Regions from separate parts of the Ovis aries genome. Here region 1 is linked to region 2. Evidence: chromatin contacts called from public Hi-C data. All regions are on one chromosome and are shown on one strand. The core of a region is the stretch at or near the end of the contact, and the rest is flanking DNA. Distances in the headings are between cores, read along the strand shown.

Region 1 (5,700 bases), core at 3,159-5,658, 48 kb before region 2:
TCAGAGGCGAGTTCCCTCTGTCAATCGCCACAGGCCTACAAGGCCAAGGTCCCGTGAACTCATCTGTGTCCCCACTCCTGAAAAGCATGCTTGAAATAAACCAGCAGGAAGTAATGGGTGGAAACTGATTCCCAGGACACTTATGGAAAAGCAAGTCAAACATTAACCATTCTGTTTGAAAGGAGGAAAAAAAAATCTACTTGGAAAAAAAAAAATCAAAGATGTACCAAATACAGGTCAGTCAAGGAGTAGAAATTTCTACTAAAAGACAAAAGTACAGCAGCAGTTATGACTTTTAATGGTATTTTGCTGCCCTGAGAGATATATCCTGGCCCTGTATCTTGTCGGGAAAACTTTTAAGGGTCATGCCTGATCTATCCCATGCAGTTAAAAATGGCCAAATGTGAAACTCACCAAGTCATTTTAGGGATGAGGAGCCAGGGCCACAGAAGTTAGGTGCCACTGCTGACGGCCCCCAGGGGTCAGCGTTTGTGCTCATGAAGCCCCGGCTGAGGCACTGCCCCTAGCCACACTTGTCATGCCTGCAGGACTTCACCTTCTTGCTAACGACTCATGCCGCTAAATGGCCCCCATTCTAACCAAAGCAGTCTGCGATGCTAGCCACCAGCTCCTTTGTTTCCCTTGAGGCCAGACTGTCACCAGCCAGGACTTTGTTATAAAGACCTTTCCTCATACTTGAAGTGGCTGGTATACTGGAGTCAGCCGCAGGCCAAGTTCTTTACGTGTTCTTGGTCGGGATGACTTGTCTGCCCTGGACGAGCACCTGCTCTGTACCCCTCGGGCTATGAGGTCCAGGATGTGCTAACTGTCCTAATGGAGGTGTGTCTGCAGGGTAACCTGAGCCAATGCCGACCGTGAAGGTGATGTGACATCTGAAAGGTTCGAAAAGCAGCGTGGGAAACTGTAAGTAAGTAAGTGTTAGTCGTGTCTGACTCTTTGCGACCCCACGGACTGCAGCCCACCAGGCTCCTCTGTCCATGAGATTTTCCAGGCAAGGATACTGGAGTGGGTTGCCATTTCCCTCTCCAGGGGATCTTCCCAACCCAGGGATTGAACCCGGGTCTCCTGCACTACAGGCAGATTCTTCACCGACTGAGCTACCAGGGAAGCCCGTTGGAAACTATAAACCCATGTGAACCGTTCAGGTTAAAACAGTCCAGCTCAAAGTAACATCGGCAGACAGGAGAGGAAGAGAGCGTGTGATGGTTTCATTCACCCGTCTGAGTCAATCGCACTGGCTAAGGGGATGGCACTAGAAGTGAAGATGGACAAGAATACAGAGGGGAGAGAGACAACAGCGGGAAAGCAATGGCCAACCCAGAGTTCAGAGGAGCGGAAGAGCCTCAGCTAGTGCTCCTGCAAAATATAGAGGACCTGCCAAGTGTCAGGCTTAATACACCATGTTGCCTCTGGGATCCTGAGGAGGAAGCAGTGAAGGGCCCAACATTTCAGTACTTTTCAGTGGTAATTTCAAGCTCTGTAGCTCCAGCTCTTAGACAATAGCGCTAGAAAAATACAAAAAGACAAGTGGGGCATCACACTCAGGACACTGCAGGCCGCACCTCAAGCCTCTTAAGCCACTAACGGTACAAACACCCAATCCACCTTTAACAGGCACTTGACTTAGGAGTGGCTTTGAGTTGCTGAGAAGTTGTTATTGTTGTTGTTTTCCAGATTCAAACTTAACATTTTCCATCCTTACAGTCAGGTTCTTTTCATTAAAACAGGACTAAATGAACTATATGCACCGATCTGTGTGTGTGCAACACTAAGAGACAGGTATGTGAGCAAGAAAGGTTTGGGGCAGCACTAGGAAGATGAAGCAGTTTTAATGAAAGATCAACAACCCAAAAAAGGGAAAAGAAAAGGCATATACCTTCGCAGAGCAGCTAAATTTCATTTTCATCTGTTTAGTCAAAAGACCGACACGGAAGTAAGCCAAGTCAAATGCAAGAATGCCACAGTGAAACGTGACTGTCTGCTACAAAGGAAGGACAGGGGAAGACTGGCACAAAGATACTGGTATTTAAGGAACCTTTTGGATTTCTGTTTTCTGCTTTGGGGAGGGCAACAGATTTGCTGGAGTAAACCACCTCCTAAAGAGGAGGGAGACTTAGAATGTACCAAATGGTAAGGAAAAGATAACCTGGGGCTATATCTATTTAAAAAAAAAAAAAGGCTACTGCAGATAATGGCCTGTTAACTTATTTCCCAGACAGAACTGAACTCGATTCTAACTTGGCTTATAGGAAAGGGTCTGACACTTGTAAATTACTGTCACTGTTGATAAGACTAGGGACCTAAACAGTCCAGCTGTGGAGAACTGTGACACCAAATTAAGCAGCTTCTCTGCTACCAAGGATTCAAAACAACCCATTAGCTCTGCCTAGATCCGTGTGGCTCCCAGACCCTCAGCCCAAGGTGCTCTAGCTCAACCGGTCACAAGGAAGAAAAGGTGGAGCCAAGCACTGGCTCTGTAGATGCCCTCAAAGCATACTCCCACCAGGTAGACACAGTCCCCACGAAGCACTCCGGCAGCTTCCTCAATAAGCCCAAAGGAAAGAAGCGAAAGAAGTCAGAACTGGCCAATACAAAGAAAAACAATGTAAAAGATGACAGACGATCGCACAAAAATAGCAATACCAGAAAACCCAAAATATACCAACACTGTCAGGGACAGAGGCTAACAGGACAGGACACTTCCAGGGACACACAGCAAAGTCTGCACCTCGGAAAGCAAGGGTGATGGGAGGAGGGGAGGACGAGCTGCTGAGACAGACCTGCCCGTGAGCATGCTCAGTCGCTTCGGTTGTGGCTGACTCTTTGCGACCCCATGGACTGTAGCCCACCAGGCTCTTCTGGCCATGGGATTTTCCCAGAAAGAATACTGGAATCGGTTGCCATTTCCTCTAGGGGATCTTCCCAGCCCAAGGATCGATCCTGCGTCTCCTGCATTGCAGGCAGATTTCTAACCACTGAGCCACCAGGGAAGCTGAGAGCCAGACCTGGCCCCTTGCAAAGGAAGAGGGAGGATGGGAAAACTGAAAGGAACCTGAACCCAGTCTTGAAAGAGTCCTTGACGCCAGGCTCCACGGCAGGGCTGCTAGATTTCAGGTGGTGGTGGTGGCGGGGGTGGGGTGGTGAACTTGAATATGCCAGCTGCACCAGAGGTGCACAACTTGTCTGAAAACATTCTCATTTCCCCAAAGACAAATAATACAAACCCAAATAACTAAAATGGAGGGCTATGAGCAACACGAGTAAAAGATCTCATACAGGGAAATATTTCAGAAGAGCCTAGATTTTCTCACCCTCAGTTTTCCAGCCCTAAAATGGTGTTTATGAAAAAAAAATGGAAACAATATTTAAGAATAGTTACCTCTGATTCTATTATGTCTTGTCCTTCTTTTGAACTTTTTCCACTTTTCCCTGCTTTGGGTGATTCCTGGGAAACATCAAGCAGAATCAATTAGACTCCTCAATTTTTAGACTGTGTAACATCAAATAAACCAAAATGCAGTTTCATAAGTATTTAGACAATTTAACTATGACTTTTGATAGTTTTCACCAATACCATCACGACTCTCTTCCTTTCTATGGTTAAGAGACCCAGGATTGTGATGCGGTACCCACCGGCCAACCCCAAATTCAGATTCTCCCCGTTTGCTTCGTCTGCATTATCTGGCGCTCAAAACTTGAAGCAGAAACAAGTAAACGCACATTTGTACCATGCTCTCGACATCTTGAAAGATGCACATCACAACCCTTTTTTTCCCCTTCCCACACTCAACTCTGGGAGCGAGGATGTCTGGGGTGATTCTGAAACGCTACAGAGCTCCACCTGAAGCAAAAACATACCTCCCCCCCCCAACCCGTATGCAAGCGCAGCACAGTCACAGCCGTCGCCGCCGCCGCCACCCAGGATAATAATAGTTGAGAGCCCCAGAGCGTCCCTCCGGAGGCAAACCGTTCTCCCCAAGCATTAAGCCCAGTCCATTCGCTGCCCTTCGCCCCAGCCGGAGGGTCCCTGCTGAGACGCCTGCACCCCGGCCTCGGAAGCCCCTGTCCAGGCGCCTGCGAGGATGGGTCAACCACCTCCGCGGCCCCACCTGCCCCCTCGCGCCCATCGCGCGCGCCGCCCCTCAACCCCGGCCGCGCCCCCCACGCCCCCGGCCGGTCCCGGCCTGGGCTCCGCGGCCCCGGGCGGACCCGCTGCCCCCCCGCCCCCACCCCGCACCCGCGCGATCCGGGAGCCCCGCCGGGCCCCGTTCCCGGGCCGTTCCCCGCTGCCCCCCGCGCCCGCCCCGTCCGGCAGCCCCGGGGCCCGACTCACTTTCTCCTTCTTGTTTTTATTCGGCATGGCTGGTGCGGACCGCCGCCGCCTCCCCCGTCGCCTGCCCCCGCCCCGGCCGTCGCGCCTCCCCCTCCCGGCCGCCGCCGCCGCCGCCGCCGCTGCCGCCGCCGCCCGGGGACTGAGTCGTTCGCTCGCTCGCGGTTCCCCTTTCCCAGGCTCCCAGAGGCTGCGGCAGCCGCAGCGGCAGCAGCGGCAGCAGCGGCGGCAGCGGAGGCAGCGGCGGCTTCTCTCCGCCCCTCCCCAGGCCCGCCCCGCCCCTCCCGTCCCCCAGAACTCTCCCCGCCCCCGCGCCCGGCCCCGCCCCCGGCCCGCGTCCCCGCCCCGCCCCGGGCCCGCCTCCGCGCTGGCCCCGCCCCGCCCCGCCCGCGACCCCGCCCCCTCTCCGGCCACCGCCCCCAGTGCGCGGCCCCGCCCCTCCCGCCCCCGCCCCGCCCTCCGGGCACCCCGCCATTGGCCGAGGCGCCTCACGTGCCCTAACGCTCCCCGTTCTCTCCGCTCCTCAGCGCGGCCTTGGTCTCCCTCCCCGCGCTCCGGCTCGGGTCCGTCTCACGCAGGCAGCGGCGGCGGCTGGGGAGGAAGCGTGGGGCTTCGGCTGAGGCGACAGACCGGAGACTGCTGTGGAGGTTCGGGACAGACAAAGCAGGGGGCACATTTGAAACGGATGGCAATAACTTGTGCGGCCAGAGGGACACGAACGGCGACTTCGGCCCCTGGCCGCGGCGGCGCCGGGTAGCGGCTGAGGAGGCCCGGCAGCCACGCGAGCAGCGGTTTCGCGGGTTCCCGCTAGGCCCCGCCTCCTGCGTTGGCCCCGCCCTCAGGGTTCCGCCCGCCTCCTGTGTTGGCCACGCCCCCGGATCAACCCCGCCTCCTCCAGTGTTGGCCACGCCCCCGATCCGCCCCGCCTCTGGTGGCCCCGCCCCACAGGTCAGGCTCTTGCTTTGCCCGTTCAGTTCAGTTCAGTTCAGTCGCTCAGTCGTGTTAGACTCTTTGGGACCCCATGAATTGAAGCACGCCAGGCCTCCCTGTCCATCACCAACTCCCGGAGTTCACCCAAACTCATGTCCATCGAGTCGGTGATGCCATCCAGCCATCTCTTCCTCTGTCCTCCCCTTCTCCTCCTGCCCCAATCCCTCCCAGCATCAGAGTCTTTTCTGATGATGAGTCAACTCTTCGCATGAGGTGGCCAAAGTACTGGAGTTTCAGCTTTAGCATCAGTCCTTCCAATGAACACCCAGGACTGATCTCCTTCAGAATGGACTGGTTGGATCTCCTTGCAGTCCAAGGGACTCTCAAGAGTCTTCTCCAACACCACAGTTAAAAAGCAT
Region 2 (6,325 bases), core at 2,017-4,516:
CTCATCCTCTGTCATCCCCTTCTCCTCCTGCCCTCAATCTTTCCCAGCATCAGGATCTTTTCAAATGAGTCAGTTCTTCACATCAGGTGGCCAAAGTATTGGAGTTTCAGCTTCAACATCAGTCCTTCCAATGAACACCTAGGACTGATCTGCTTTAGGATGGACTGGTTGGTGTTCTAGCAGCCACACTAAAAAAGTAAAATGAAATGGGTGATATATATATATTTGATTTAACTGACACATCTGAAGCATCATTTCGACACGCAATCAGTATAAAATTTACTAATGAGATACTCTGCATTTTTCCCCCACAGCCACAAAATTAAAAGACACTTGTTCCTTGGAAGGAAAGCTATGACAAACCTGGACATCACTTTGCCAACAAAGGTCTGTACAGTCAAAGCTATGGTTTTTCCAGTAGTCATGTATGGATGTGAGAGTTGAACCATAAAGAAAGACCAAAGACTTGATGTTTCTGTATTATGGTGCTGGAGAAGACTCTTGAGAATCCCTCGGACTGCAAGGAAATCAAACCAGTCAATCCTAAAGGAAATCAGTCCTGAATATTCACTGGACGGACTGATGCTGAAGCTGAAACTCCAATACTTTGGCCACCTGTTGCGAAGGATGAACTCATTGGAAAAGATCTCGATGCTGGGAAAGATTGAAGGCGGGAGAATGGGACGACAGAGGAAGAGATGGTTGGATGGCATCACCAACTCAATGGACAAAAGTTTGTGCAAACTCTGGGAGATGGTGAAGGATAGGGAAGCCTGGCGTGCTGCAGTCCACAGGGTTGCAAGGAATCGGACACGACTGAGCAACTGAACAACTGTCATTACTTCCCAGGGTGTGTTTTGCACTTACAGCTCAGCTCAGCTCAGACTGGCCTGGTACCTGCATAGGGACAGCACAGTTCTGGATGGTTCTGGGAGAGGAAGAGGCTTACTAAGAACATCCAGGAGGCAGTAGGCGGCTGACCCCAAACCAGAACTTTCTCAGCCCCACAAGTGGCACCTGGGGATCCCCAGCAGCTTCTCACGGGCTTGTTCAAAGAGGACGGAAGGAAATGGGGTGTGAGACTGCGGTGGGGCTGTGCTGAAGCCAGCAGCTCCCAGCCTTGCACCTCTCCCCGTCCGCTTGCACGTCTAGGCTGCAGGAGGGGCCACCCCAGACGTGATGGAAGCTTCTGGCAAACGCCTGCTGAGTGTCTTCTAAGGCCCAGCTTCTGCTGCCAGGCTGCCACCCCTCCCCTAATAGAGAGGTGCCTCCCATCTGAGCCTGGGCACCGAGCTGAGGGTGGGGCTTTACCCTACTTGGTTCCTTCCTTCCTTCATCCCTGGGCTTCCCTGGTGGCTCAGTTGGTAAAGAGTCTGCCTGCAGTGGGGGAGTCCTGGGTTCAATCCCTGGGTTGGGAAGATGCCCTGGAGAAGGAAAGGGGAGAATCCCATGGACAGAGGAGCCTGGCGGACTACAGTCCATGGGGTCGAAAGAGTTGGACATGACTGAATGACTAAGTGTGTGCATTCATCTCTCCCCCCACTCCTCCCTTCCTCTCTTCTCTCTGGAAATATCAAGTGAAGACCCAAAGGCAGGGGGATTCGTCTGTGCAGAAAATGCTCAAAAGAGCCAGGAGCGGGTAGGGGCAAGAAGAGAAATGAGGGGCATTGACTCACGCAGGGGAGAGCGTCATGCAGCCTGGGAGCAAGGAGGGTAATTGGCATTCTCCACGGCTTGGCCAGGTCAGCCTCATGGCGAGAAGAAATTCAAAGACCCTCCTCCTGCGTCACAGGTGAAACCAGTGTGGGAGGCCGCCCGCCCAGCAGGCGATCAGACGGGGCTCCCAGGCAGGGGCCAGGCCACTTCCTCTTCTGTGTGTTGTGAGATGGACTTGCAGCCCCAGGGGAACGTGATGTGTGGGATTCCAGATCTAACAATTTGGAGAAGGGAGGCTGAGGGGGTCAGGGCCTCTGGGCATCCCTTTGAGGCAGCTCACGAAGACCCCAGCAAAAGCCAGAGGGGCATTTCCTGGGTGCTGGAGTCTGCGTCCCTTCCCTCTGTCTGTGCGCGTGCAGAGCCCCAGGCCGACTGGCCTCCAGCCCGGCCTCCTGGGGGGCGCTAGAGTCCTGCTTCGTGTTGTGGCGTCTGTTTGATTGGCTGCACACACATTGAAATACTTGGGGAATTTGTATTTTATCTTGGGAATTCCCTGGTGGTCCAGTGCTTAGGACTTAGCGCTTTCACTGCCACAGCCCTCGTTCTTAGAAACTAAGGTCTCACAAGCGGCATGGCACGACTAAAAACATTTTTTTGTTGTTATTTTATTTTATACCCATCCCTGGAGGCTCAGTTGGTAAAGAGTCTGCCTGCAATGCAGGAGACTGTGGGTCGGGAAGATTCTGGAGAAGGAAATGGCAACCCACTCCAGCATTCTTACCTGGGAAATCCCATGGACCAGAGGAGCGTGGTGGGCTACAGCCCATGGGGTTGCAAGAGTTATACACGACTTAGTGACTAAATCTACCTACTCCCATCCTGGGGGCCCTGATGGTCTTTCCAGTCAATGAGTGGATGAGCTGTTAAGAGGCTGGGGGAGCTGGTGGGGAGGGGGCCTGTCCCAACCCCACTCCTGGTGTTCCAAGCTGGCACAGGAGGTGACTCCAGGCAGGCACAGGAGGCGGCTCTAGGTTGTTTGTGATAAAAATAACGTGATCAGAACAGGAAGACATAATATGAAATAAAACATAATGTACAGTTATATTTAAAATAAAATGACAGATAATTAGACAAAACAAGGCACGAGCCTCCCAGACAGACATCCTGTGCCCGGGGTGGTGCACCCAGGAAAACCACATGAAGAACAAGCCCCCGGGAGACTGACATGGCTCCTGCTCCGGGGCCCCGCGTCCTCTCGGAACCTCCGCTTCCCGTTCTGCGCAGTGATGACACTGGCCTCGCAGCGTGGTTTGAAAGACTGAGTGGGCTCCCATCATTCTCCAGGGCAGAGCACCCCTACTTGTCCTAGTGAGGCTGAGCAGGTGGGCTCTGGGCTCCCCGACCCTTTCAGCCAGAACAGCTTTGCTTCTGTCTCTTTTGTGTGTGGGTCCCACCTAAGATGTTTGGGCAGGGGCTAGGGGGTGGGGAGCAGGGGGACAGGTCGTCTTGATCCCAGCTCAACTCTGAGCCTACTTCCTCCCCAGCGCCTCCCGTGGGGGAACAAGCTCAGGCTGCATTGACGGAAGTGAGCCTCTGATTGCGCTAGAGTTCATGGTGGGCATGGCCAACCACAGCTCATGGTGGGTGTGGCCGACAGGCGTGGCCAACCACAGTACGTGTGGGTGTGGTTGGTGGACGTGGTCGTCACAGTTCGTAGCGGGCATTGCCGACGGGCGTGGCAGACCGCAGTACTTGGTGGTCTGTGGGCGTGGTAGCCGTGGTTCGTGGTGGGTGTGGTTTGTGGGCGTGGCAGTCACCGCTCGTGGTGGGTGTGGTCTGGCGGCCCAGTCACCGTATAAAAGGCCCCACATTTTCCCCACCTTCTGGATCTTGTCCTGGTAGGTGGAAGGGTCTCCAGTGCTGGCCTGGGTTAGAGGCAGGCCGTAGGTGGCCGGGTCGATCCGGCTGTGGGAACTGGGGTAGCGCATCCTTTCTCTCCCACGAAGCCCTCTGCGGCAGCCTCAGGTGCTTGAGCAAGGGTAGCGGAGACTGTCAGTGGGGGCCCATGTCAGATCACAGGGTCCGGGAGACCCCACTTCAATAAAGGCAGGGCCCGAGGCTGGGCTGTTTGGTGAGTGGTACTGCTTGTATTTCAATCCCCAAGCCCCTTTCTCCTCCAGGACTGTGGTCTGTGGCATCCAAGATCTGGGGTTTTGGGAGTCTAAGTGTAGATGGCACGAGATTGACCTCCCCCAGTTAAGTCCCTGCTGTTTGGTCTTCAGCCAGGGGATCGAACTGGAGTTTATTTTTTTTGGGGGGGGGGGCTTCTGCCCCCACCAGTGTCCTCAGTGCATGCTTTCAGCTTCTTCTCCCCATTCTTGGTTCCTGTCTTTATCTACACTCACCCCTTGGAGGTCTCACCCATCTGCCGAGATCGCCTGGATTGACACCTCCCGCCCACCCCCAGCTGTTGCTCAGCGTGGCAGGGGAAGTAGCAGACTTCTCAGCCCCAAACTCAGCTCTCCTCTGCTGCCCTGCCTCCGAGATTCTCTTTGGGTTCCCTCCTCTCTGTCAGTTAAGAGCAATGGGTGGCAACCCCCCCGCCCCCCGCTTCCATGTGCTCAGGCCCAAACCCCAGAGTCAACCCTGCCTCTATTCTCCCGTTCCATGTGGAAGCCTCCAGGAAGCCCACTGGACCCTCTTTCAAAATAGATCCAGAATCTGACCACGACTCCCCGCCTGTGCAGCCATCGTCCTGGCCAGGATCCCAGCAGCAGCCCCCCTCCCTGGGGTCCCAGCCTCTGCCTTCGCCCCTCCACCCTCATTCTACAGTGGTGGTGGGTATTCAATGACCAGGTAAGGGGAGAGACAACTTTGACCCTTCATCTTCGTGTTGAGCTGAAACTGAGGACCATCTCAGGAGACAAGAGAGTTAATAAGGTCTAGAGTTGGAACCCATGGACTCTGGATCAGGTGCATCAGGAGGTGGGCGGGGAGGGGGGACAAAGCAAGAGAGGACAGGCCTCAGAAGGTGGTCATCTGGGTTCTGGGAGCAGGACATCAGCCTTGGAGAACCTGGCCTAAGTTTAGAAACAGGAGTTGGTCCTGCAGGCAAAACAGGGATGGGGAACAGAAGGACGAGACCTTGTTCGCTTCAACCTTTGTATGTCCACCCTGCAGGCAGGGGTAGAAGGAGACTTGGCGAGCAGTGGACCTCAGGGCCCTGGGAACAGAGCGGGAGGAACAGGAGGGAAGCCCAGGGCTGCAGGAAGAAAGAGGGGGTGGGAGGGGGCCCGGTTTCCCCTGGGAGATTCAAGAGAACGTCAGGAGCTAAGGACCAGCCAGGTTGTGGGGAGTTGCCAGTACATTGAGGGTCACTTCCCCAATAGTGATGAGCTTGGGGAGCTGGGACAACACTGCCTGGGAGCAGCCTCATCCATGAAGGAATATTCTAGAAGAAGAGATGGCAACAGCTTCAGGCCCAGGGCAGACCAGGGGCATAGCAGGCTATTGGCTCAGGGACCATGAGGTCTAGAACTTTCCTTGGATACTTCCCTGTTGTGTGTGTATATGTGTGTGGCAGCCTGTGCATAGGGCAAGGGTGTCTGTCTTGCTGGTCATTGAACCCAGGGTTGGCAAGGCAGGTGCGGGGAAGCTGGAAGAAAATGTGAGGAGCCATAAGATCTGCAGGCATGCTTTATTCGCTAATGGCTGATGCCGCAGCAAGGCAGACATGCTTTATGCTCCCATGACCGACACAGTCACAAGGGCTGTTCAGGTGACGCTTACACAGGCATGCAGGACGAAGGTGGCGCGTGGCCAAGTGAGTATATCATGATGCCTGTGCACATCGCTGCAAGTGATCTCACCATTACATAACCATGCGAAGTCACTGCTTACAGAACTGGGGCAGGGGCAAGAGCGAGAGAGCCTGACCATTGGATCTTGGCTAATCGCTATTTCTCTACAGTGTCAAAGGGGAAATAAAAACAAAGAATTCTTAAATGCCCAGGACTCTAAAGGAAGAAGACTTCATTAGTTGTATGAGGTGCAGAAAATCTGATTCAGCCTTGCTTAAGGGAAAAGGAAATCAATCTGTCGGTTCACAAAAGCTGGAAGAGTCTAGACTGGCTTTGGGTGCCACATGACTGGGACTCCAGTGAGCTCGGCCGAATTCTCAGCTGGCTGTCTTCAGGCCACTGGAGTGTGTCCTGTAGCTTCAGGCTCTTACACACTGAAGCCCAAGGCCCTGTGCCTCTTATTTTCACAAGCCGACAGAATGTTCTGAATCATTGTCCCCGGTCGTTACCATCTTGTAGTCTTGGGCCGGGGGTGGTGTTCACCACAGGCATGGCCGAGAGGGAGGTTCCTCCAGGGAAAGTGCGGTCCCATTGCTGGGAGAATGGATAGCATGGCACAAAAGCAGCAGACACCCCCATCAGAGGATGCAAGGAAAGTCTAGGCACCAGGGACCACCCCATCAGGGTGAGGAGGAGTGTATAAATCCTCTTTTCCGGGAGAAGCAGCCGCATGAAGGAGGCTCCCCTGAGAATGTGTAAAGCAGAGAGAGGCCCACAGCTTTTTTTCTGAGCTTTAAGCTTCAGGTGCGAACTAAGAACAACTGGCATCTTCGTGCATACAAGCGCAGGGGTTCCTTCCTCCTGGCTCC

Evidence for each region. Hi-C and Micro-C count contacts between places; a contact is called where the count stands out from the background.
Region 1: a Hi-C map of blood shows a contact between it and region 2, with 3 times the contacts expected there. The contact joins the promoter of PPP2R5C here to the enhancer-like site in region 2. A contact is called at or near these places in 6 of 16 Hi-C or Micro-C datasets (blood, hypothalamus and tail adipose tissue).

What each region holds. Positions count from the first base shown.
Region 1 is chr18:64,310,096-64,315,795 of ARS-UI_Ramb_v3.0, reverse strand. PPP2R5C (protein phosphatase 2 regulatory subunit B'gamma) reads right to left here and starts at 4,408. Exons shown (of 15, transcript XM_027957412.3): 1 at 4,355-4,408; 2 at 3,401-3,466. The coding sequence starts at 4,381.
Region 2 is chr18:64,260,397-64,266,721 of ARS-UI_Ramb_v3.0, reverse strand. No RefSeq gene overlaps it. Among named protein-coding and RNA genes, the nearest start is that of PPP2R5C, 48 kb to the left of the region's middle. Within about 2 kb of position 3,266, at least 6 of the 54 cell types and tissues checked have an H3K27ac peak or open chromatin away from gene starts, as enhancers often do.